Linked DNA regions of Mus musculus: regions 2, 3 and 4 are each linked to region 1. A link is a contact called in public HiChIP or PLAC-seq and promoter capture Hi-C data. All regions are on one chromosome and are shown on one strand. Each heading gives the region's core, a stretch centred on a gene start, on an enhancer-like site or on the middle of the called end of the contact. The rest is flanking DNA. Distances are from core to core; before and after follow the strand shown. Region 1 holds the start of Snrpc (U1 small nuclear ribonucleoprotein C). Region 2 holds the start of Atp6v0e (ATPase, H+ transporting, lysosomal V0 subunit E). Region 3 holds the start of Crebrf (CREB3 regulatory factor). Region 4 holds the start of Kctd20 (potassium channel tetramerisation domain containing 20).

Region 1 (2,514 bases), core at 10-2,509:
TGTGAGTTCGAAGTCAGCCTGGTTTACAAATTATTCCAGAAGATCTGTCTTGTTTCCTCAGGAGATTGGGGGGGGGGGGGGCAGATAAATAGATTATTTAAAACTATTAAAACCATAAAAACCAAATTTTGTTGTTGCTAAAGGTTGTTTTGATTTGCTTTTTTTTGAGGTAGGGTCTCCCACCATAGCCTTAAACTCACAGCAATGCTCCATCTCAGTGTACTAGGAAGACAGGCGCCAGGCCCTAACTTTGTTGCTGGGCCTTGTGGCTGCTACACACGGGGCAACACTAATCACATATCTCAGTTATTCCTCCTGATGATCAATAGTTAATGAGGTTCTCACAGGAGCTGAGAATGGAGCTGTACACTAAGACATTTCTTTCCATTTTAACCAGGCATTTGAATAATGTGACATAATCAAATCTGCAAGTTTGTAGGAACACACTCCTGGTTTGTTTGTTTTTTGTTTTGTTGGGCTTTTTTTGGAGGGTGGGGCGAGTTATTTTGACAAGGTCTCAATATGTATCCTTAACTGACCTGGAATTTGCCATCTTCCTGGCTCAGCCTCTCAAGTATTGACATTACAGGTACATGCAGTTTCTGTATACGCAAATGCTTTCCATCTTCAAGCTTGCTTAAAGTTTTATCATTCTGCAAATACCTTCAAATTGCAAAGACCTCACAAAAAGGGTGGGAAAAAACACCCGCTTCCTAATTACTTTCTAAGAAAGGTTGTCATAAAATTTCCAGGAGACTGTAATGCACACACCTGGACCTAAAGAAAAAGAATTTTGCATACAAGGCGTTTTAGGATTATAAAAAAGACCCGCCACTTACAGAATCGTGGGTAAGATACGTATCACAGTAGTCACAATAAAACCTGAAATGACAAAAGAAAACGTCAGCAATTAACAGCTGTCCAAACAAACAGACCCAAAACCCAACTTCCTCGGATTGTAAGTCAAACAAAGCGTCCTGACAGAATGCGAGGCTTCTGAGCGAGGGTCCGCGCCCACTCTGCCAGGATGGCCGGAGAGCCTGGGTCTCCACCCGCCATCCCTCGGAGGGGCTCGCCTTCCCCTCGGAACGTCCAGAACCCGAGGCCGCCGCCCTGCACCTTCACCAGGACCCAACTGACCACCGCAAGTCCGCTTGCTCCCAGGGCCACACTCACTTGGGCATGATGCTCCACAAGCCGTTGGCTACCCCGATCCCCGCCGCCAGGAACTGACGCACACAGGCTGCGCCGACGCGAGCAAAGGATGCAGACAGGAGGGGTAGGACTTCCGCTTCCGGCCTCTGCCCTACGGATGCTGTGGGTGCCTCTGAGGTTCAATCCGCGCTCACTTATTCAGGATTAGTTACTCCGTCTAGGAAGTGCGTAATTTAGTACTATCAACAAAAGGTTCCAAAACCCTGAGTCAGCAGTTCCTACGCTGCGAATCATTAATCCAGCTTCTCAAATTGTGGTGACCCCCCCAACCAGAAATTATTCTTGTCGCTATTTCATAACTGTAATTTTGCCACTCGTATGACTAGTAATGCAAATTATCGGTGTTTTCTGATGGTCTTAGGAGAAACCTGTGAACGGGTTGTTCGACCCGCAAAAGGTGTCACGACCACTGCTCTAGTATGTACCCAGCTCTTCTGTAAATGAGAAGTGAAAAAGGCAGAACCAAATCAGGTAAAAGTTCTCATTCTCCAAGACCTGATTAGCAGTAAGCTGAAATCGATCAGTGGCTGAGGGATCAAAGTCCTATGCTGGGGAAATGAAGCGGGGAAGAGCGCAGCTGAACATCAAGGAAGACAAAGAAAATGTAGAAGACGATCACTGAGAAATTGATCATTGTATTTGAGCAATTAAGACAGACGTGAATTGTAGGGACACACTCCTGGGTGAGTGGGGCGGGTCTCAAGTTTTAAACCCTGTCTCCCTGCTTCCTTCCTAGCTGTGCAATTTACTCTCTCTGAGCTTCAGTTTCCTTATCTGAAAAGTAAAGGTAATAACTTGTGCAGTTTAAGGAAGAATCAAATGTAAAAATGCTGGAAAGTAGCTGGAGAATTGGTGTAGCGATTAAGCATTTGTTGCTCTTGGAACAATCTAAGTTCGATCACCAACACTCCCCCGTGGTGACTCCCACCTGTCTGCAGCTCAAGTCTCAGGGTGTCTGATGGATCTTTTTTAATCCACTCCCAGCACTAGGCACATACATGGTGCACTTACAAACTAAACACCCATATACATACAATAATACAAAAATGAATTTAAGCCGGGCAGTGGTGGCGCACGCCTTTAATCCCAGCACTTGGGAGGCAGAGGCAGGCAGATTTCTGAGTTCAAGGCCAGCCTGGTCTACAGAGTGAGTTCCAGGACAGCCAGGGCTACACAGGGAAACCTTGTCTAAAATAAAACAAAATATAAAAAAAATTTAAATGTAAAGCTCATAGGGCATTTAGCGAAAGGTCTATGCACTTAGGCCACCATAAATGGTAGTGATTCTATAGACGTTGT
Region 2 (2,514 bases), core at 6-2,505, 1.2 Mb after region 1:
ACTTGGGAGGCAGAGGCAGGTGGATTTCTGAGTTTGAGCTAGCCTGGTCTACACAGTGAGTTCCAGGATGGCCAGGGCTACACAGAGAAACCTTATCTTGACCCCCCCCCCAAACAAACAAACAAACCCCCCAAAGCCCCCCCAAAACAAAGAAACCCACAGTAAAACTTTCTCTAATCAAAATGGCCCACTCAGTAAACATTGTCTACTCTACAAAGTGTTGTGGAGCTAAACACTATGTACCCACCATTCAGTGTCTAACCATTAAAGCAAGAGACGTTTCTGACACACTACTACTTAAGATCAAGTGTCACCTCCACATGATCTTGAGTGAGAGGGAAAAAATTACTTAATTCAAAAGAGGAACTAGAAAGAGGGTGCCCTAGGCTCCTCTGAAAAGGTTTGTTTTTACACTGCAATACAGAAGTTTATCTCCAAACAGAGAAAACGGTATTCTGCAAACCTTAGATGGGGGAATGAAAATCTTGGCCAACCACTGTAAATACTGTTTACAAGTAAGGGCAGGAGCGCCCTGGAAGGTATGACGCAGAGGTTTCTACACAATGCCTTCAGCTCTGGGTGATTTAACCTCGTTTAGATCAGGCTCACCCTGGCTTGGGTTGGGCCCACTAGCTGCAAAGGCTGAACTTAACGCTCTGCATCAAGCTTGTCTGAGTCCGAAACTGCGACAGCAAGGGGGCGAGAGGGAGATTTCTGTTCTCAGATCCCTTTCTTTGAGGTTTAGGCAAAAAGCCTCCCGTGCATCAAAGACAGAACCAAAGCAGCGACAGTGGCTTGGGAGGCGCCCTAATTTCTCTTCAGTCGAAGTGCACACTTTTAGTCCATCAAGACAAAAAGCACTCCCTAAAATTCACTTCCGGGAGGGGCCGCCAAAGGTGACCTCACCCTCCAGCCGGGGACGTTGACAGGCTCTGAGGAGCGCATGCGGTCCTCCCCTCTGTGGTCCACCCCGCCTCATCCTCCCGCCGTAGTCCTCCACGTACGATCCTTCTCTCCGTGATCCTCCCACCGGGGTCCTCCGCTCCCACCACCTTGGACCTGGCGCACTTACCCCCGGTTAGGACCCTTGGGGATAAACCAGGGCACGAGGAGGCCCACGAAGCCCCAGAACACGCTCATCACGATCAAAGGCACAGTAAGGCCGTGGTATGCCATGCCTGCGCCCCAGCAGCCGAATCGGTCCGGAGCCTCGCTCTCGTCCCACCCGGAAGTGTCAACAGAGGCTCACGTGATCGGCGCGCTAAAGCCCCGCCCTTTGCGCGCGGCGTGACTCGACCGTCGGACTCCGCCCCTTAGACTAGAGCCCCGCCCTTACCTGGCTAGTCTCAAGGCTGTGGTTCCATGGGGCTTGACTGAGATGAACCTCCAGCCACCGGGGAGGGGACCAGCAGAGTTTTCTGGAAAGAACTTAGGCCCATTTTGGTGATGTGTCATTTACAGTTTTATCTATATTTTACGCGCAGACATAAATAAGTAAAACCTACAATAGTGGACTACTGTTCTAGAGTCTTGTATGCTAGGCTCCTGCTTTGCATTCTTCCATAGCCCATGAACTACTCACAATCGCCATCTCTGCTGCAAGTGAAGAATCACAGTCGCATTGTAAGTAACTTCACGGTTGTAAGGCTCTTAATCGTTGGTGCTGCTGTGTGTCTTGTACAGAGTGCCAGGGTCTGAGTTACAGAAGTAAATCTGACAGCCATCTGAGAGAGGTCACATCTCCAGAGAAGATGGACAGCTGAGGATGACCAGGCCCTACTTTGCATTCCCGCCAGTTGTCACAACAGTTTCAATAAGAATAGGAATTATCGGGGCTGGTGAGATGGCTCAGCAGGTAAGAGCACCCGACTGCTCTTCCAAAGGTCCTTAGTTCAAATCCCAGCAACCACATGGTGGCTCACAACCATCTGTAACAAGATCTGATTCCCTCTTCTGGTGTGTCTGAAGACAGCTACAGTGTACTTACATATAATAAATAAATAAATCTTAAAAAAAAAAAGAATAGGAATTATCACCGGGCATCGTGGAACACGCCTTTAATCCCAGCACTCAGGAGGCAGAGGCAGGCAGATTTCTGAGTTCGAAGCCAGCCTGCTCTACAGAGTGAGTACCAGGACAGCCAGGGCTACACAGGGAAACCCTGTCTCGAAACAAACAAACAAACAAACAAGAATAGGAATTAGCCAGAAATATCATTGTGGCTCGCCAGAATTGTAGGCTCATTGCACCATGAACTTCCTGAGACACAGAGGAGGGGAGCAATTCTTGGAGGTTTTTTTTTCCCTTGGGGCCAGGGACTTGCTATGAGGAACACAACAGCTCCCAAATGCTGGGATTGCCAGTGAAGCACCATGCTGAGCTGAGGTTGGTTTTGCAGAAGCTTGCAGACAGAGCAAGATGAAAAGGGAGATCTGGCAGCTGAATCCAGTGTGCTGGCTGTGGATCCATTTCCCCGTAGTAGCCACCTCTCCTGATTTCTTCATCAAGTAGAAT
Region 3 (2,514 bases), core at 9-2,508, 1.1 Mb after region 1:
AGAAGTTCCTCTGAATGCCTGCCTCTACACGGGAGACCTGGTACAGAAACACACCCCTAACTACAGAAATACCTCCTTAAGGTAGTCTTAAGATTCAGGCCTGCTCAGAAGTAGCAAAACGGTTTGTTTTCTTGGGTTAAAGGTGGGCGATTAAAGGGTTTGGTGGCAGGATCTACCAAGCAGCGGAGAGCCGACCAAGAAGGAGACGCCAGAGACCAAGCTTCATCTAGACCCAGGAACCGCCCCCTGGGAGGCTAGACTGCCCTCGCTACTTCCCTGGCCGCCTCCACTCGGGAGCGGCTGAGCCGGGTCAGGCTCCTCCGGGCATCTTCCGGGTCCCTCCGGGACTCTAGCCCACACCCAGCCCGCCCGGCCCGCGCCCCGCTCGGCTCGGCTCCTCGCCCTTTGCCCCGTCTCCGCCCCGCTCAGTGACAACCCCCGTCCCCAGGCCCGTCCCCTCCCATCTAATATGGCCGCCCTGTCGGACCAACCCCCAGCACAGCCTAACTTACTGGGGGGGAGGGGGGGCGCGGCACCGCCTCCCTGCGCCCATTGGCGCCACGGACCCCGTCTGCCTCCTCCATTGGACAGCACCGGCCGCCACTCGACAGCGAGGGCTCCGCCTCCGGGCTTTTCAAGCTGCTTAGAGAGGACATATAAACAAATCCCGAGAGGGAGGCCCCAGTCCCGCAGCCTCCGGGGAGGGGCCGGGGGGAACAGCAGCCCCACGACGCCCCTGCCCAGAGTTCTCCCGGTCCGCTCCTCCGTCCGGAGCCTTCTGAACACTAGCTGTGCCGGTCTCCCTCACACGCCCCTCTCCTCTCCTCTCCTCCCTCCCGGCCCCTCCCACCCGCTCGCCGCTCTGACAGGCCGGCTGCCGGCAGTCGCGATCCCTGGTTCCCGGGAGCGCAAAGGGCACGGCCCTAACGGGGTCGCCCGCCGGCGCGCGCCCGCCCTTTATATAACCGTCGGCCGCGGGGGCAGCCCGATTCGGCTCGCATCGGCGACCCCGTTCCGCGCGCCCTCGGCCCGGCGGCCCCCGCCCCGCTCTCCCGGAGCCGGGCACCCGCGCCTCTCACCCGCGGTTCTCTGCCGCTGCATCCCGCCCGCCCGTGCGACCGCTCGGCATTCACCTGAGGCTGAAGGCGGTTCAGGCACTGGATCCGGCCGCGCTTACGCGGCCGCGGGCCGTCTCCATGCTGCCTCGGTTTGTTTTGTTTATGTCCTTCCTGACGGGTTCCCGGAAATCGCGTGACTCGCCCCCCTCACGTGGGCCGCGGCGAGGAGGAGGAGGGAGGCGGGGGCCCGCCGCCCCAGGCCAATCGCGAGGCGCCCTGAAGTCTGGCCAATCAGAGGCTCGGCCGGGCTAGCGCCCGTCACGTGACACCAGAGGGGCGGGTTGCTGGGGAAAACCAGGAAGAGAGGGCGGAGCGGGGGCTAGTAGGCTGCTGCTGAGCGTGGGCGTGGGCCGCTGGGGATAGCGAGCAGTAAGCTCGCGTTCGTGCGTGATGTTCTTTTCAGAGGCTTCCATATTCAGTCTGTAGCCTCAGAACTAAGATGAAGGCCAAGGAGTCCAAATGCCCACTTTACAGTTTAACTGAACCACGGGGGATTACAGGAATATTAATTAGTAGGGGGCTGCATCGACATTCTGTTTAGTAAATGACGTTCCTGTTCCCCGATTGAATTGGCCTTCAGTTGTTTGTTCATTCATCAACTCATATTTATTGAGTCTGGATCCCCAGACCCTGAGTCGGCTGCATACATCTTTGGGATAGGACCTGTATTCAGCTGTAGAAACTGCTACTAGATGCTTTATGGACAAGACTGTCTAACCTGTGATAATGTGATGATTTACGCCTCTTAATCCTGTTGATATTTTATCGGATGTGTAGTTTGTGGTAGGTTCATTATCCCAAATAGTTCTCCGAACAGACACATACGATAAGAGAACTATTTAAAAAAAATACAAAAACAAACCTCAGGAGAATTATTGTTCAAGGAAACAACCTACCTAATTATAGCAGCCTGTGTTTCCAGAAATCTCTTTAGACTCTGGACCCTCCTGTCTTAGTCTTCTGGGTGCAGGGTTACTGGTCTGCACCCGCACACACATATGGACACAGAAAAACATACTTTCTTAAGCATAGGAAAAGAAGACTAAAGGACAGAGAAACCTCATCAGATTCCCTTCAAATAACAGTTTTCCCTTGGGAGTACTCGGGGTTTCAAAGCAGGCGAGGATGTAGGAAGGGGGTATTGTGATTGACCCCTGTGATCTCAGCACTGGAGATAAGGAAGCAGGAAGATTGAAGTGTGTTCTTAGCTACACTGAATTGCATGCCCGGATAAGACCAAGTCTCAAAGTAACCTTCCGCTCCCCGCCAAATTAAGACTCCCCCTCCCCCATGCACAAAGACTCAGGCAAGTGGTAGATCAGTGGTTCTCAACCTTCCTAAAGTTCCTTATGTTGTGGTGACCCCAACCATAAAATTATTTTCATTGCTACTTCAA
Region 4 (2,514 bases), core at 7-2,506, 1.1 Mb before region 1:
GAAAGCAGAGAGCTGAGGTGGGAGCCAAGACCTAATGACATGCTCAAGCTCCCACGATCCTACCAACAGGCTCCTGAGAGAAACAAGGTGGGTTAGCCTGATCCACGCCATCTTTCTCCCACCCAGGCAATAACAGGATATGGATAAAAAGCCATTTCCTGCTCTCATGTAAGGGCTCCAGAAAGCACTATCCTTTCTCACACAGCCTTCCGAATCAGGGCTTCTTGACTCCCGACTGATTACGGACAGGAGAGGAGTAAGTCAACAGAAAGAAAAGGACATGAGACAGTATTTACAGTCCTCAGGCCAAGCTAATCTTGGTTTCCTAAGGTCCGGTTCCTGGCTTACCAAGGCGGCCCAAGCGGGGTGGTTGCCTGCCAGCACTAGTAGACTCAGGGGTCCACCCTAGATTTCTAGAATTAATTTCTGGGAGCCGTGCTAGCGACCTGCAAAACGCGTTTGAGAACTGCTACTTTAAGATTTTGTTTTTGTTCCTCTGGAGTGGGGTTGACGTTCTAATTCAAGGTTCGTCACAACTAATATTATTCCAACATTCTGTTTGGGAGATCATTTAAAAAGAAATCTCAAATTTCTAGGTAAACAATTGTCTATCAGCAAACAGACACCGTGAAAGAGCTTGGTTGGTCAGAGTTCCTGGCCTGTCTGTTAGTTCGTTTGCTGAATTCTCACTTAAAAGATTAGATTTACTTCTAAATAGTAAATCAGCCCAATCCAGGAATGTTCAGAAAGAATGACAAATTCCCACAAAGGGGAGGAGGTGTCCTCATGGCGCAAGCCTGACGACACTGTCTGCTATAAAAAGTTCTTATATGCAAGAAAAAAATCTCCCAGTTCTGCACTAAGCATGGGATGACAACAGAGGGGCGACAGGACCGACAGAAGATTCCAGAGGTTCTGGGAAAGCGCGACCAACCTTCCCCAGCCTGGGCTACCGGTGGCCCTGCGTGGTTGGTCGGCAGCCTCGCCCGGCTTCTCCTTTCTCCCCAGGCCGGGGAGGAGCCCGCACGGGGCCTCTCAGGCCGCAGCGTCGCGCCCGCCGCCATCATCAGCCCGCGCCATCACCTGCCCGCTCGCCCGCCCACCCTGTCACTCGGCACTCACCGGCCGCTTGCTGCCGCGCTCTCCGACACCGAGCCCCGAAGCCACCTCCAAGCTCCGGCCACCGCGCGCCCCCGCCCTGGCCGCGGATCCCCGGTTGAGTCACCCGGCCCTTCAAAACAAGAGCCCCGCCCACCGCGGGGCATGCCGGGAAGGCCGCGCGGCTCGCCCCGCCCCCGCCGCGGACTCCGCCATAGGCCGGGGCCTCGCCTGCCTGCCCGGCCGGCCGGGAACTGGGGCTCTTCGCCAGGGCGGCCCAGTAACGCGCGCCGCCGCCGCTTGCGCTCCATCACCCAAGGGGCTCAGACAGGAAAGCGAGCTGCAGGCTCGAAGGTGAAAGAGGCTGGGTCGCCCCGGAACGCGTGATGCTCACGGAAAGATGAGCCTATCGCCTTTGTGTGGCGGATGGATATGAACTGCAGCCCAAAGACAGAAAAACATCAACAACAACAAAACAAGATAAAAGAGAAAACAAAAACTTCCCCCCAACTCTTGAGTTTCACGGAACAATCTGCGATAGCAAACAAGATTCTACAGGTTTCATGTTACCTGGAAGCAAACTATTAGAAAGCTGGTTGCCTTGCTTCCTGTGAACCGCACAAGGGAACCTGAGAGGAGGAACCTGGCTCCATCTCTCAGGGTCACGGGGACTTGTGGCTTTTGTACTTAAGAAAGTTATCAGACCAGTTGATTACACCATCACAATGATTGCACAGACTTCTAGTTTTGGGTGTTTCGTTCTATTGGGGGTTTGCTTGTTTTAACCTTTATTTCCCTTCTCCCTCCTCCCTGGCTCTCCACTCTTAATACATGGGGTGTTCTTTGTTTTTTGAGACAGTCTCCTTTATCCCAGTATGGCCTTGCACCTCTGATCCGACCTTCACCATGTGAGTGATGGATAGGGTTACAGACAAGCCCTACCGTAGCCGAATTATGAAGGGCTCTGGTGTAACCCAGGGCTTCATGCACCCTAGGCCATTATTCTACCAGTTGAGCTACGTCTCCAGGTCCGAGTTCATTTTATTGAGATGTGACGCCGCAGCCCATGTTGAATTTGCTGTGTAGCCAAGGATGGCTTTGGACTCCTCATCCTCCTGTCCCTGTCTCCCAAGTGCTGACATTATTCTACTTTAAAACTGCTGCTGAGCACTAAATAAACTAATAAAACCACGCAAAAAAATATAGGGAATACCTGTGTGCACAGCATTAATCCTAGCACTTGGGAGGTAGAGGCAGGAGGATCAGGAAATCGAGGTCCCCCTTATTTGGCTTATGTTGCTTCTGGGGGGGGGAGGGGAGGAGGGGGACGGGTCTACCTTGCCCAGTTTCCCCCATACCACCTGTCACTAAGGGAAGTCAGGGAATCCAGTCAGGAAACTGGGTCTACAAAGTGAA

What was found. Promoter capture Hi-C pulls out the DNA fragments that hold promoters and counts their contacts. HiChIP or PLAC-seq counts read pairs in DNA pulled down with a chosen protein or histone mark.
Region 2: a promoter capture Hi-C map of liver shows a contact between it and region 1, with 2.5 times the contacts expected there. The contact joins the promoter of Atp6v0e here to the promoter of Snrpc in region 1. A contact is called at or near these places in 2 of 39 promoter capture datasets (liver and pre-B cells).
Region 3: a contact with region 1 is called in a promoter capture Hi-C map of liver, with 3 times the contacts expected there. The contact joins the promoter of Crebrf here to the promoter of Snrpc in region 1. A contact is called at or near these places in 1 of 39 promoter capture datasets (liver), 1 of 115 datasets of contacts at active chromatin or transcription factors (pro-B cells) and 2 of 9 other capture datasets (adipose tissue and liver).
Region 4: an HNF4G HiChIP or PLAC-seq map of pancreatic cancer cells shows a contact between it and region 1. The contact joins the promoter of Kctd20 here to the promoter of Snrpc in region 1. A contact is called at or near these places in 1 of 39 promoter capture datasets (liver) and 1 of 115 datasets of contacts at active chromatin or transcription factors (pancreatic cancer cells).

What each region holds. Positions count from the first base shown.
Region 1 is chr17:27,838,832-27,841,345 of GRCm38.p6, reverse strand. Snrpc (U1 small nuclear ribonucleoprotein C) reads right to left here and starts at 1,259. Exons shown (of 6, transcript NM_011432.2): 1 at 1,177-1,259; 2 at 840-882. The coding sequence starts at 1,184.
Region 2 is chr17:26,675,137-26,677,650 of GRCm38.p6, reverse strand. It overlaps Atp6v0e (ATPase, H+ transporting, lysosomal V0 subunit E), which reads right to left and starts at 1,255. Exons shown (of 4, transcript NM_025272.2): 1 at 1,073-1,255. The coding sequence starts at 1,176.
Region 3 is chr17:26,714,394-26,716,907 of GRCm38.p6, reverse strand. It overlaps Crebrf (CREB3 regulatory factor), which reads right to left and starts at 1,258. Exons shown (of 9, transcript NM_029870.2): 1 at 1,134-1,258.
Region 4 is chr17:28,951,178-28,953,691 of GRCm38.p6, reverse strand. Kctd20 (potassium channel tetramerisation domain containing 20) reads right to left here and starts at 1,256. Exons shown (of 8, transcript NM_001356300.1): 1 at 1,123-1,256.